Regions from separate parts of the Mus musculus genome. Here region 1 is linked to region 2. Evidence: chromatin contacts called from public Hi-C data. All regions are on one chromosome and are shown on one strand. The core of a region is the stretch at or near the end of the contact, and the rest is flanking DNA. Distances in the headings are between cores, read along the strand shown.

The links. A called contact is a pair of places that touch in the nucleus more often than the background predicts.
Region 1: a Hi-C map of cerebellum shows a contact between it and region 2, with 2.2 times the contacts expected there. The contact joins two enhancer-like sites. A contact is called at or near these places in 5 of 484 Hi-C or Micro-C datasets (cerebellar granule neurons, cerebellum, nephron progenitors and 1 more) and 1 of 115 datasets of contacts at active chromatin or transcription factors (embryonic forebrain).

Annotation. Positions count from the first base shown.
Region 1 is chr1:118,861,853-118,868,363 of GRCm38.p6, reverse strand. Gli2 (GLI-Kruppel family member GLI2) reads left to right here. Exons shown (of 14, transcript NM_001081125.1): 4 at 183-385; 5 at 1,607-1,792. Among named protein-coding and RNA genes, the nearest start is that of Mir6346, 89 kb to the left of the region's middle. Within about 2 kb of position 3,408, at least 9 of the 459 cell types and tissues checked have an H3K27ac peak or open chromatin away from gene starts, as enhancers often do. A contact at or near this core is called in cerebellum, where this site is marked.
Region 2 is chr1:118,773,845-118,780,244 of GRCm38.p6, reverse strand. No RefSeq gene overlaps it. Among named protein-coding and RNA genes, the nearest start is that of Tfcp2l1, 150 kb to the right of the region's middle. Within about 2 kb of position 3,549, at least 50 of the 459 cell types and tissues checked have an H3K27ac peak or open chromatin away from gene starts, as enhancers often do. A contact at or near this core is called in cerebellum, where this site is marked.

The DNA.
Region 1 (6,511 bases), core at 2,159-4,658, 88 kb before region 2:
AAGGTCTGACTCTAAGCTAGAGCTGACAAGGAGTTTGGCATAGAAAATTAAAATGGCAAGCTTCTGAATGAAGTCTGTGGGTGCCTGCACACGTCAATGGCTACTCGTGGTTTGGGGTTCTTAGTGAGGTATTTGTGCCCCGTGGGTCTTCTCTCTGAGAATGTCACCTTTTGCCTCCACAGGCCTCCCACCCTAAGTGGCAGCCCTGTCATCTCAGATATCTCCTTGATACGACTTTCTCCACACCCTGCTGGCCCTGGAGAGTCACCCTTCAGCGCCCACCACCCCTACGTGAACCCCCATATGGAGCACTACCTCCGGTCTGTGCACAGCAGCCCCACACTCTCAATGATCTCTGCCGCCAGGGGCCTCAGCCCTGCTGATGGTAAGTAGTGCTGGAGCAGAGGCAGCGGGGACATTGGGGGTGGTGCTAGGGGTGACTCAGTCCTCACAGCCACTTTCATCATCTTCCAATTACACGTCAAATTAAATTTTCATCAATAGATATATCTGTTGGTTAGGTCAAAGCCCTCATGATCCAGTCAGTTCCCCAGAGCACCACCTCTGTACATTGCATCGGGGACCCAAGCTTTTAACACATGAGCCACTGAGAGATGTTTCATATCCAGACCATAGCAGCCACATCATAGGGACAGACTGCTGCTTGCAACACGCCAAAGGCTGCGGAAGCCAGTGTTAAGTAAGAGATTGTGTGGGAATATCTCCTTGAAGTCAGCATCAAAAGGGAGGCAGAGCAGAGCTGGCTGCTGCCTGAGTCTGTTTTCTGTCCCTGTGATGGTCAACACAGATGGCCTCTCAAGTCCCAGGAATCCCCTGGAGGTGGAGTTACAGGCAGCTGGCACCCCATCCCCCAGAGATAGACCAATAACTTTGAGTAGGCTCAGATGCTTGAGAAAGAGTGGACCAGCCCACTGGAGCAGGTTGATTTGAACCAGAAGTGAGTAGAATCACATAACATAGTTACTTTCTCAGATCTAAATTTTTCCTAGGGGCTGAAGAGACAGGTCAGTTGGTAGGTATAAAATCAGTCCTCCAGAACCCAGGATTTTTAAAAAGAAAGTAATCAATAAACAGGGCCCAGTGGCAAGCAGTCGGAATCCCAGCATTGAGGAGGCAGGGCCTGAGGTTCACTTGTCAGCCAGTCTGGTGGAATCAGTGAGGTCCCTGTTCAAGGAGAGGCCCTGTCTCAAAGACAGTGGGGAGCAACTGAAGAAGGCACCCAGGGTTGATCTCTGGTCTCCACGTGAGCATAGGAGGTGACGGATGGGCTAGGAGGTCAAGCGTTGAGACCCCAGACCAAAGATAAATTATTTTTCCTTCCTTAAACAGTAATTTTTTTACAAGATTCTATTTATATATTTTCATTTTATGTGGGTGTGCATGCATATTTACATAGGTTCCCCTAGAAGCCAGAAACAAGTATTGGACCCACTGGAGCTGGAGTTAGGGGTGGTAGGGAGCCACCCAGCATGGGAGCTGGGAAGTGAACACGGGCTCTCTACAGTAGTGGTATGTGCTCTTAGCTGCTGAGCCACCCCTTGGACAGTAGATTCTGATGGCTCCTTTCTCTTGCCTCCTGTGACAGTGGCCCACGAACATCTGAAAGAGAGGGGACTCTTTAGCCTCGCAGCCCCAGGCACCAACCCTTCAGACTATTACCACCAGATGACCCTCATGGCAAGCCACCCCACCCCTTATGGGGACCTTCTAATGCAGAGCGGGGGTGCTGCTAGCGCACCCCATCTCCATGACTACCTCAACCCTGTGGATGGTGAGTACCAGAGGGTGCAACATGGGGTGAGGGGCAGGGATGATGTGAATGAGGGTGACTGACTGCCGGTCATAGAAAACAGGTCTGCCCTCCCTTTGGAGGTGAGAGACACAAACAGAAGTCTGCACTTCGTCCCAGTACTGTCTATACTACCAGACATGGGGACTGAGCCCAAGTACTAGGATGGGTGGCCAAGAGACCTGTGGTCATCACAAAGGATGGGATGCACTCACTTAACTTTTGGGAAGGATCTATAGTGGGAGGTACAGACACCACCCACCACTGGGGGTTGGTAAGCTAAGAGGGAATGGGGTAAGCAAAATAGGGATGGAGACGCATACTAGGGTAGCGGGATGCAGTTTTGAGACATAGAGAGTCAAGGTATCCCTCACTAAGGTGTGGTGGATGCTATTCCTGCACAGAACTGAAGGGCCAACCCACCAACTGGCTTGGTGAAGAGCAGTCCCAGCAGAGGACCTGCAGGTGCAAAGGACCTGTGTTCCTACTGGGAGCCCAGTATGATCTGAGCTTGAGAGACCAGTGTGATCAGCAGTAATCAGGTGAAAGACAGGAGTCCTAACTGGGGTCAGTGTTCCAGGCCGGGCTGTGCCAACAAGTTGGGACTTGACTAAGGCTTTGCACGTTGCTGGAGTGAGATGAGGCTGTGGAACCATTTTGGGGAGGATGTGCAGAGAAGGAAAGAGCTCTGATGTTCCATTTGAAAGTATCTTGTTCATGCTGGTCTGAGAACCCAGTCGGAGCGGCGAGCAGCAGTAGACCCCATTGGTGAGCTGTAGATTAATCCAGTTAAGGGGGATGCCTGGGTAGAGATGTATGACACGTTCCCAGCACAGGTGTGGTGTGCACGAAAGGAGGAGGCCATTACTTAGTGTGCTCTTGGCTATGACCAAGTATCTAACCTCTCACTGGCCCCCGTAAACAAATCCTGATGAAAGCAGCTTAGGCAGGCTTGTTGGGTGTGGCTCACACTTTAAGGAGATCCTGTCCATCATCGTGGAGATGATGGCCGGAGTGTGTGACATCCATAGTCACGAAGCAGAGACAGGCCATGCTCTCCTTTGTATTCAGTCTGGGACCCCAGCACATAGAATAGCCCACGTTCAGGGTGGGTCTTTTCACCTCAGTCAGCACATTCTAGAAAATCCTCCACACATGTGTCTCCTAGATAATGATCTCTCCAAGTTAACAATTGTTATAAACCATCATAAAGAGTCAAGGGCAAAGCCAGGATCGAGGGTCCAAGTGATAGGGTGGGCTTCACTGATCAAGGCGGTGCATGTGCTAGACTGCTTTGCAGAATAGGAGGTTGGGAGTCTTGGATCGAGGAGGTCCTAAGTGCCCATCAGATGCCAAGCCCTATCTTCTCACTAGAATCCATGCTGCTTTCACGGGGTGTCTTAGCCCCCTGACTATGAGATCCTGGGTCAGCATACAACCCCTGTCATGAGAAGGAAACTGAAGCTCGGTGCTGTTGCCCGCCCCCCTCCAACTAGATTCCACTCTACCTGGCAACCCTAGAGCTGTCCAAGGATGCCTGGTATGTGGGCTGAGTAGAGGCGTGGGGAACCACCACCAAACTCTAGGCTGGTGCCGCCTCCTGGCTGCTGTCTTCTAGTCCTGCCGGGAGCAGCATCTTCATGCCACAGTGGTGGGAGGAGACAGACCTGCAGAGAGGCCATCTGGTCCTGCAGGGTAGCAGGTTGGAAACGGGCTGTGGCAGCTGTTAAGAGGCCGCCGAGGGTGCAAGATTCAGGGTGGGCCCATATCATCCAGGCTTCGTCTCACATCATAGGCCCCATTCCTGGGTTTCCTGCCACAACCGCCACTGCAGCTCCCCTCAGGGGCCTTGCTCCAGTTGAGCTATCTCTCCACAGAGGCAGAACCAAGAGTGCTCCTTCTCCAGGAACTCTGTCTAGATGCTTCCTGCCTCCTCTGGTTGCTCCTGCCTCTCTGAGTTTTAAAGAACCACCCCACCACAAACGCAAGGTCAAGTTGCTCTGCTCATCCCTGCCATTCCCTGATAGGAGGCTTCTGAGTGACAAAGCAGTGTCCCCAACACTCAGCTGAGTGTCTCTCCCTCCCTAGGAGGATGCTGGGTCCAGGATTCGGCACAGCATGGTATTAAGTCCCATCCTTGCCTCTGACACAGTGAGATGAGGGACTAGGGAGGGTGCATCCTGGACACGGTGTTTCCCAGCGTCGTAAACCCAGTCACAACTACACAGCAGGAGAGGAATAACGAGATCCAGAGCAGAGTCACGCCCACATGCCAGCTTCTGCCATTCTGGGAAGCCCTCCTCCAAGGCTCAGAACCAGATGGTGGACATCACTGGCAAGTAGACAGACTTGTTGATGCCATGGCTAGGGGACCAAGTTGAGCAGGTGGCCCACACATCAGGAGAAGCAGAACTGGGCAGACAGGAGTTATCCTGTGACAGCCATCCTGAGTGCCTGACTGGGTATGCATCTCCATGCAGTGCCATGCATGTGACAGAGAGAGGAATGACAGTGAGCATTTCTCCTATGGCTGGAGTTAGGACGAGCAAACAAGTCCCCAGGCCTCTAGGCGGGGTTCCAAACCTTACTCTAGCAAGGCCATACCATCCATTGCCAGTACCTGAGCTCTACCCTCCAGAAGGCGGCTAGGCTGCTGGGTCTGGATCCGGCAGAGAGCAGCAGGGCAGGATGCAAAGGGGGCCAGTATGAAAACTAGTGAGGGGACACCAGAGAGGACAGTGAGTGGGACACAGGGAATGTGAAGCTGACTGAAGGAGAATGTAGTAAAGGTAGAATGAAGGTAAATGTTGTCTACTTAATGTATAGACTGGGTGCTCAATTAGTGCTGGTGTGACCTCTCACTGCCAGTATCCGTCTCAGATCCGCCCTGATCACTGGGGATCCATATCTTAGTTGTATCACCTCATGCTTCCTCCCAGGCCATGGACCACTCTGGGCATCATGTCCTCTTCGTGTTCCCATCCATTGTCCCTGGGCATGCTGTGTGTGGCTTGTCCCCTCTCTCCCTCGCACTGTTGTTACCAGTATGGCAGCAATAACAAACCAGGCTCAGCAGCCCATCCTCAGTGGGCCAGTTAAATGGAGCAGAAGTAGTGAAAAGTGTGTGTGTGTGTGGGGGGGGGGGGGGGTGCCTATTCATTGTGGCCACACAGGAAAGAGGAACAGAGAGCTTTATGTTTACGTTTACATGGAGAGCAAGAGGCACACATGGCTAAGCAGGCCTGATCAAGGTGTGGTCTAGCCATCAAATGCTCCCTGCAAAGTGGTCTGGCAAGTTATCACAACTGTGGGAAATCTCTTTGGAAGACAAGCTCCCCCTCCCCCTCCAGCAGCACCAGGTTTCATCCCTGTCCTTCTCCCAGCATGAGTCTACTGGGGGAAGTTCCATTTCATTTATTTATTTATTTATTTATTTATTTATTTATTTATTTATTTATTTATTTATTTATTTATAGTCCGTCGTCAGTTAACCAATGGGATGGACACAGGTGTTTCTGTAGAATGTCTTCTTCTCGGCAGCCTCATTGCTGGCTCCCAGAGCAGATCCCCTGATGCTTCCTGCTCTGCCTGTCTGCTGCTCTGCCATGCCTGAGGGCTTGAGGGCTGTGCAGCACCAAAGGCATCATGGACATCAAGGCCTGGGCACCTGAGGCACCATGGGAATTCCAGGCACCCAATTCTAGCCGACCGGGATTTCTTTCACCTAAGACAGTCAGTTCTGCTGCTACAGCAGGTGGCTCACAGCCTGTAAGACCTGATGTGTCAGGAGTGGCCAACACAGAAGACCAGGGAGAGAAAGGTGCAGCACAAAACAGAAACCACTGGAATGGACAAGGGAGCTGCTGGCAGCTACGAGTGGCCTAGAAGGGACTGGGGACAGCTCCGTTCCCCAGAACATTCAACATTGACTGCACCTGTCTAAGAAACAGGAAGGCCCCGGGCAAGAGGAGTCCATGGGTCGGTGGATAACTTAACACAGCCACCTCCTCTCTCCACTTCTATATTCAGATCAGCAGATTCCCACACACCTGAGCAGCACTGGGATGGCAGGCAGTGACGGGGGACGGCTGGGGGCTGGTTTTATAAACCCAAGAAACCCATACCAATCCATAGCAGTCTTCTATTTCTCCTGTTGGTGCTTCTCAGCAGAACTTTTCCAGGCAGACTCGCTGTTCGGTTTCTCTCTCAGGTTGGAACCTAGAGTCTCTCACACGCTATGTGTGATTACTTAACCACTGAGCTAGGCCCAGACTTTTCTTTCTTTTTTCTTAAATTCTACATTTTATTTATTTATTGTGCTTGTGTAAGCTGCATGCCACAGTGCTCGTATGGGAATTGGTTTTCTCCTTACACCATGTGGGACTGGGGAATGGAACTCAGGTCATCACACTTGGCAGCACCACCATCACCACCATCACCACCATCACCACCATCACCACCATCACCACCATCACCACCATCAGCCATCTCAGATCTAGCCCAGCTCTTTTCAAACCAGTGGAAGGCAGAGCTTCAGACTTGGCTTCAGATTTTTTTTTGTATTAAATTTTCCATTTATTGTTCATCATATCATTGTCTTTCTTGTATTTTTGTCTAGTAGCTGTGCCAGTTTTCCTAATAGAACTATTATTGGACATGTGGTTTCTTACTGTTTTTCAAAGGCTTACTATTTTTTGGCCT
Region 2 (6,400 bases), core at 2,300-4,799:
GGTGGAGCAATGAACGCTTCAGGAGAGAAAACTCCTCCCTGAAGTAAGACAGGCACCAGATGACCTTTGGTGACATAACTCATGCACTTTATTCCTTATGGACAGGGACCTTATAAATGTTTTGGGGGGTGGAGTGAGCTCTAGGGGTAGACCCCTCCCACTGGCCCAGTCTGAGATGTCATAGATTCTCTGTTGTCATGGACTCTATTTGGGAAGGACTTCAGGTGTTGTCCCTATGTGACTGATTGTCATGGTCCTCCTAGTGGGGTGTAATGGTCACATGCTCCAGGACAGGAACCTGGTCAGGAGCTAGTTTGAACTCCTGCCATTCTCAATTATGAGATTTATTGGAGTTCTGACCTTGTTACAACCTTGCCAGTTTGTCTTAGTTAGGATTTTACTGCTGTGACCAGACACCAAGAACCAAGGCAGCCATTATAAGGATAACATTTCATTGGGGCTGGCTTACAGATTCAGAGGTTCAGTCCATTATCATCAAGGCAGGAGTATGGCACCATCTAGGCAGGATGGTACAGGAGGAGCTGAGAGTTCTACATCTTCATCTGAAGGCTGCTAGGAAAATACTGACTTCCAGGCAACTAGGACTAGGGTATTAAAGCCCAAGCCCACAGTGACATACCTACTCCATCAAGGCCACACCTCCTAATAGTGCCACTCCCTGGCTCAAGTATATACAAACCACTACACAGTTCTTCTGCCTGGTGGCACGGTCCACTGCCCCACAGGTAATGGTGAAGAAGAAGAAGAAGAAGAAGAAGAAGAAGAAGAAGAAGAAGAAGAAGAAGAAGAAGAAGAAGAAGAAGAAGAAGAAGAAGATGATGATGATGGTGGTGGTGACGTTGACTTTTTCAGTGGCATCAGAACCCGGCTTCTTCAATTTTCCAATGTGAAAACTCCCTCCAGGCCCTCAGCACTGGATTGGGAGGGCTGAGCAGCTACAAGTCCTCTGCCTCTGTGCTGACCGGGCAGCCATTGTTCCGTTCCTCTAGAGAACCCCAACTCATAGGCATACTTTTATAGGGATGGGACATCATTCCATGGTGGGGGCTGTGGCACCAGAGAGGCCATTGTTATGTCTGCTCAGAAAGGGCAGCAGCTATGGAGAAGAGACTCCAGACACTAAAGGGATATTATGGGCACATGGAGCGTGACAAACTGAGCCAAAACCACTGGGATCCACTGTCCCACCCTTGAACCTCATCCACAGTGGGTCTCTGGAAGGGCTGTGTGCCGGCTTCCTTGGCACCAGCTCCCATCTAGCAGATTGGTAGTACCTAAGAGGGCTTCAGTGTGCTCCCCTTCTGCCCATGCCACAGAGGGCCTGACTGCCATTCTTCTACCTGTTCATGGCATGTGGACTGTCCTGGGCCGTTGGTTGGCTGAGCTAGAACATGGAAGAGTTCTAGTCACAGCAACTCTAGCCCTGGGAAGACTTCAGGCCAACTCCAGAGCTGTGTCCAAGAAGCCACCTCTCTTGGAAAAGAGCACATGCCAAGAGACAAAGAACACACCTTGCAGAACGCAATGGGGGAGCATGGACAACAGCCCTGGGCCTGATCGAAGAGCTTGCCCCAGACAGAACAGCTTGAGATATACCAGAGATATATGGTGTGGAAGCTAAGAGGGACTGGCATGACAGGAAGCTAAGAGGGCCTGGGCAGGGGATAGCTGTGTGAGGACTTTGAACCTTCTTATACTTTCGTGTGTGTGTGTGTGTGTGTGTGTGTGTGTGTGTGTGTGTGTGTGGTATGCATGTGTGCATGTGAAGGGGGTATGTGCATGTGTGCACATGTGTGTGCCTGTCTGTCTGTGTGTGTCTGTGTGTCTGTGTATACACACACACATAAACCTACCATGGTACATGTCAGAGGACAGCTTTGGGTGTGAGTTCTTGCCTATCATCTTGTTTGAGACAGGGTCTCTCTTTTGTTTACTGCTGTGTAGGCCAGGCTAGGAGGCTTTCAAGCATCTAAGGATTCTCCTGGCTCCACCTCCCATCTTGCCCTAGGAACAGACACTGTGTACTATTCTAAAGATCCAAGCTCAGGTCCCCACACAGCACGTGCCTTCCCCACTGAGCCATCTCCCCAGCTCTGGGACCTCCATTTCTGAGCCTTTGTGGAATGGGACTCCCCTTGAGAGGTCAGGCAAAGAGCAGGCTTTGGGTGGGACTGCCCTTAGGGACATGTCTACCCTCTGCCTGCACCTACCCTGCCAAGCTTCATACTCCCACCTGGGAAAAGAGAAGGGGGGGGGGCGCAGGGATTCAATACAAAATTCATACAAAAATCTATGCAAATCTCGCAGTGTGCCAGACGCCGCACCCTGAAGTTGGCAGTTTCTAAAATTGATCTTGTTATTGAGTTCTGATAATTCCCAGAGAAAGAAGGGATCTCTCAGTGTGTGCAACTGTTTGACATTATGACAGATGTCATCATCCACAAAGTTCTCAAGAACTGTGTCATTGAGTTTAAACGGGGAGGGGCTGGAGAGTTGGCTCAGCAGATTAGAGCATGCAGGGCTCTTCCAGAGGACGCATGGGCTGGGACCCACAGACCTCTGCAAATCATCCCCTGGCCTGTGCACACAACCCATAAGCATGCCACTTAAAACTCCTCTTAAACATCTCTTTGTTTGGCTGACATGGGGACCTGAGTTCGAGTCCCCAGAACCCATGTTTGAACAAACAGACAATAAATAACACTCTCACGCATCTACACCCCAGTACTCCAATACTCAGACTGTTGGTGGAAACAGGAGGAGCCCCAGAAGCTTGCAGGGTGGGAACTAGAAGAATGACCCAACCTCAAACCAGGGGGAGGACAAGGTGGTGCACCAGAGCACAGACACCCACGATCACACACATGAATACACACTCACTCACCCACATATACACACTCATGCACATGCTCACACACACACACACTCACACATATACACAGTCACACACTCATACACAATCACACACAGTCCTGCACACTCACACACACACACACGTTCACACATGTTCACACACACTCACATCTAACACAACAAAGTTTAAGTAACTACCATTCTGTGGTGGGCTTCATCCGCAGCTATCCAGGGAGCTCATGGAGTGTGATGGGACATTCCTCTGTCTTCCCAATTGCCCTTTTCTCTTGAACTTGGGGACTTTGAGGACAGAGTGGGAGGGACCCAAGGCCCGTGGCACTGAGGAAGGCCAGAGAACATCACCCAGGTGTTCAGATCTCCCCCGACCCTGCTCCAGCCCCAGCCAGCCAGCAGCCCCTCAGGGCGGGCAGCCAGCTCCTGCCATCTGCCGTGATTTATTGGAGGGAGTCAGTGATTAATCAGCCAGTCAGCCTGAGAGCAGCCATTTTCCCTTCTTTTCCTGCCCCCTGACCCTCAGCACAGTGCAGGCAGTGCCTGGGCAAGTGTATTAATCACACACTTTAAAAATATTTAAAGGAGGAGCCCAGGCCTGGAGCAGAGTTCCCTCTAATGGACTCTCTGCAGCTGAGGGTGAGTATGCTAATTAGGAGATAAAACAAACGGGGCTGTTTGAAATGCAAATGAGCTGATGGAAGCGCTTCTGGTGCCTTCCTTCCCTGCTGCCTAGGCGGAGGCTAAATCTTCCCTCTTCACACTAACAGGAAAAGATAGTGGCTGATTGTGAAGCTGAGAGGTGCTAGCTCTTGCTTTCCCTACTTTCCTTTAAAAATTACTTTTAATTGTGTGTGTGTGTGTGTGTGTGTGTGTGTGTGTGTGTGTGTGATGCCCAAGGGCATGTGGAAGCCAGAGGTCAACCTCTGAAGTTGTTCCTCATCCACAGGCACCTTGGATTTTTGATACTCTGTGTGTGTGTGATGAGTGCATGTGTGTATTTGGTATGTGCACATATGTATGTGTTATGAGTGCATGTGTGTATTTGGTATGAGCATGTGTGTATGTGTTATAAGTACATGTGTGTATTTGGTATGTGCACGTGTGTATGTGCTATGTGCACATGTATATTTGGTATGTGAATGTGTGTATTTGGTATGAGCACGTGTGTATGTGGTATGTGAATGTGTATATGTGAATCACAGTAGAATGTCAGGTGTTCTTGTCTGTTATTCTCCACTTCATCCACTTGCAACAAGGTCTCTCACTAACTCTGGAGCTCAGGATGCAGCCAGCAAGTGCCATAGATCCTCCTGTGTCCACCTTCTTGTAATGCTAGGCTTACAGGCAGGCACATGTACGAACATGGGCAGCTTTTACACGGGTGCTGGAGATTTGAACTCTGGTCCTCGTGTGTAGAAGTACTCTTAACCACTGAGCAATCTCCTCAGCCTTTTGCAACCCTTTTAATAAAAATCCTTTTTAAATGTTTTCAAGATTGTAATTCCACTATTTCTCTGCCTCCCTTTTCTCTCTTCAGCCCCTCCCATGTACCACGTTCCTATTCTCTCTCATAAAGGTTCTTTTTCTTTTAACAGATGGGATCTTTCACTGATAGAGATTCTCTGGTCATGCTAGACTAGCTGGCTTGTAAGGCCCAGGGTCTGCCTTTCTCTGCCTGTCCTTCTCTCTCCAGCACTGGGATTCAAGTGTGTACCACCACACTCAGCTATCTTACGTGGGTTCTGAGGACCAAATTCTCTTTCTCCTGCTTGCATGGCAAGCACTTTATCAATGGAGCTGCCTCTGAACCATCCCTCTTTTTTTTTTCTTTTCTTTTTTTTTTTTTTTTTTTAAATAAGGATCAAGGAGCCAAGAGAACGTCTCCCAATTGCTGGCATTCGGGGCTGCTTTTCCATCCTGCCCAGGTCCCTCTCGCCCTCTCTAGCCAAGCCTCTCTGCCCACTCCATTAGCTCCTGCCCTTTGCTTCTACCAATGTCCAGCACTGGGCTTCGGGGTGGCCTCCCTGCCTGCCTCCTATCTATTCAACCCCTGTTCCCTTAGCTGCTGCTGACGGAGCCTCTCAGACACTTCTAAACCTTTCTCAGTTCCAACCTCCCTCCCCTAACCCCACATGGTCTCTTTGAGCCCCTACTGTTGTTGCACAGGACACTGGTGACACTCAGGTCTCCATCGCTCCCTCAGGGAAATCTTCAGGCTCCTCCTTAGCACTCTTGTGGATCCTGGACCTGTCACCCACTTTGGGTGTAACAATGAGGCTGTGTCTGCAGCCTGCCATCCCTGTAGGTGCCTCCTCTGCCTGCCATGGCCCAAGGCTGCACCAGCATTTGCTAAATGTACATGGAGGATTACATTGACCACAAACTCCATGAACTCTATAACCTGCTTGGCATCTGCACCAGAGACCTCACAGCCCACATCACCAGCTTTAAAACCTGGCTGGATTTGGTTTTGCTTTAGCCGTTGTGACACTTGTTATCGTCTCAATGTTAAAATGCCAAAAATGACCCAGTCTGTTGCTTTCTTCCACCCCCAGCACTTCACAGCAGCTTCTGGCTTTGCAAGGTGTCTGTCTCAGCCAGTGCCGTGGCCTGCTGGAAAGGGTCCGAGTTCTTCCTGTCTCCCATCATGTGTCCGGAGACAAGTATCTGTAGTGACGGGGCTTCTGCAAAACTAACCTGCTTTGTCCACATCACCCAAGACGCCACCCCTCACTTCATGTGTGGTACTGGAGCTGTCCCTGGTCTCTGTCTGGAGAGTGCTGGTCAGTGTCTGCTCCTTCTATCCTAGAGGTCTCCTGCAGTTAGTTGTGTGGTCACCAGGAGGATTGAGGACACAGTAGCCCTGAGCTGAGCTGGGCTCATCTTCCAGGGAGCAAACCTAAAGCCAGCAGTCAGCCCCCTCCCCCCCCCACCCCCGTTAGAGCCCTGCAGTGGGTGGGCAGAAGTGTCTTATGGGTAGAGAGCCTTGTGCCCAGCCACAGTTTCCTCCCTTTAGGCTAAAATCCTCACCTGAGCTTTCCCAGGGGCAAACCCTAGAACAGGAGGAAGGTGGGAAGCCCTGGGTAGGAACCACTCTGGCTGCCCAGGCATTGCTGAAATCTTCTGGTCATCAACAAAGGGTAACTCTCGAAGAGAGTTAATGAGGATGGTGGGATTCGGTTGAAGGTGCCTGGCTTAGTGCTGTTAATTGTCATTTTTTAAATATCTATATTTCTTGGAGTAAACATTTTAAATAAATGGTGTCATTGTTTAAAAGAAAGGAAGGAAGGAAGGAAGGAAGGAAGGAAGGAAGGAAGGAAGGAAGAGAGAGAGACAGACAGACAGACAGACAGACAGACAGAGACAGAGAGAGACCTGGCTAGAGAAGGAGCTCTTGGCCCAGGGGTTCCATCCCTGCAGACACACATGCTCAACCTACAGGAAACAGGCCCCGGTTCAATCCCACTAACTAGGTAAGTCCCCTCACAACACCCACTAATGACATGTGACC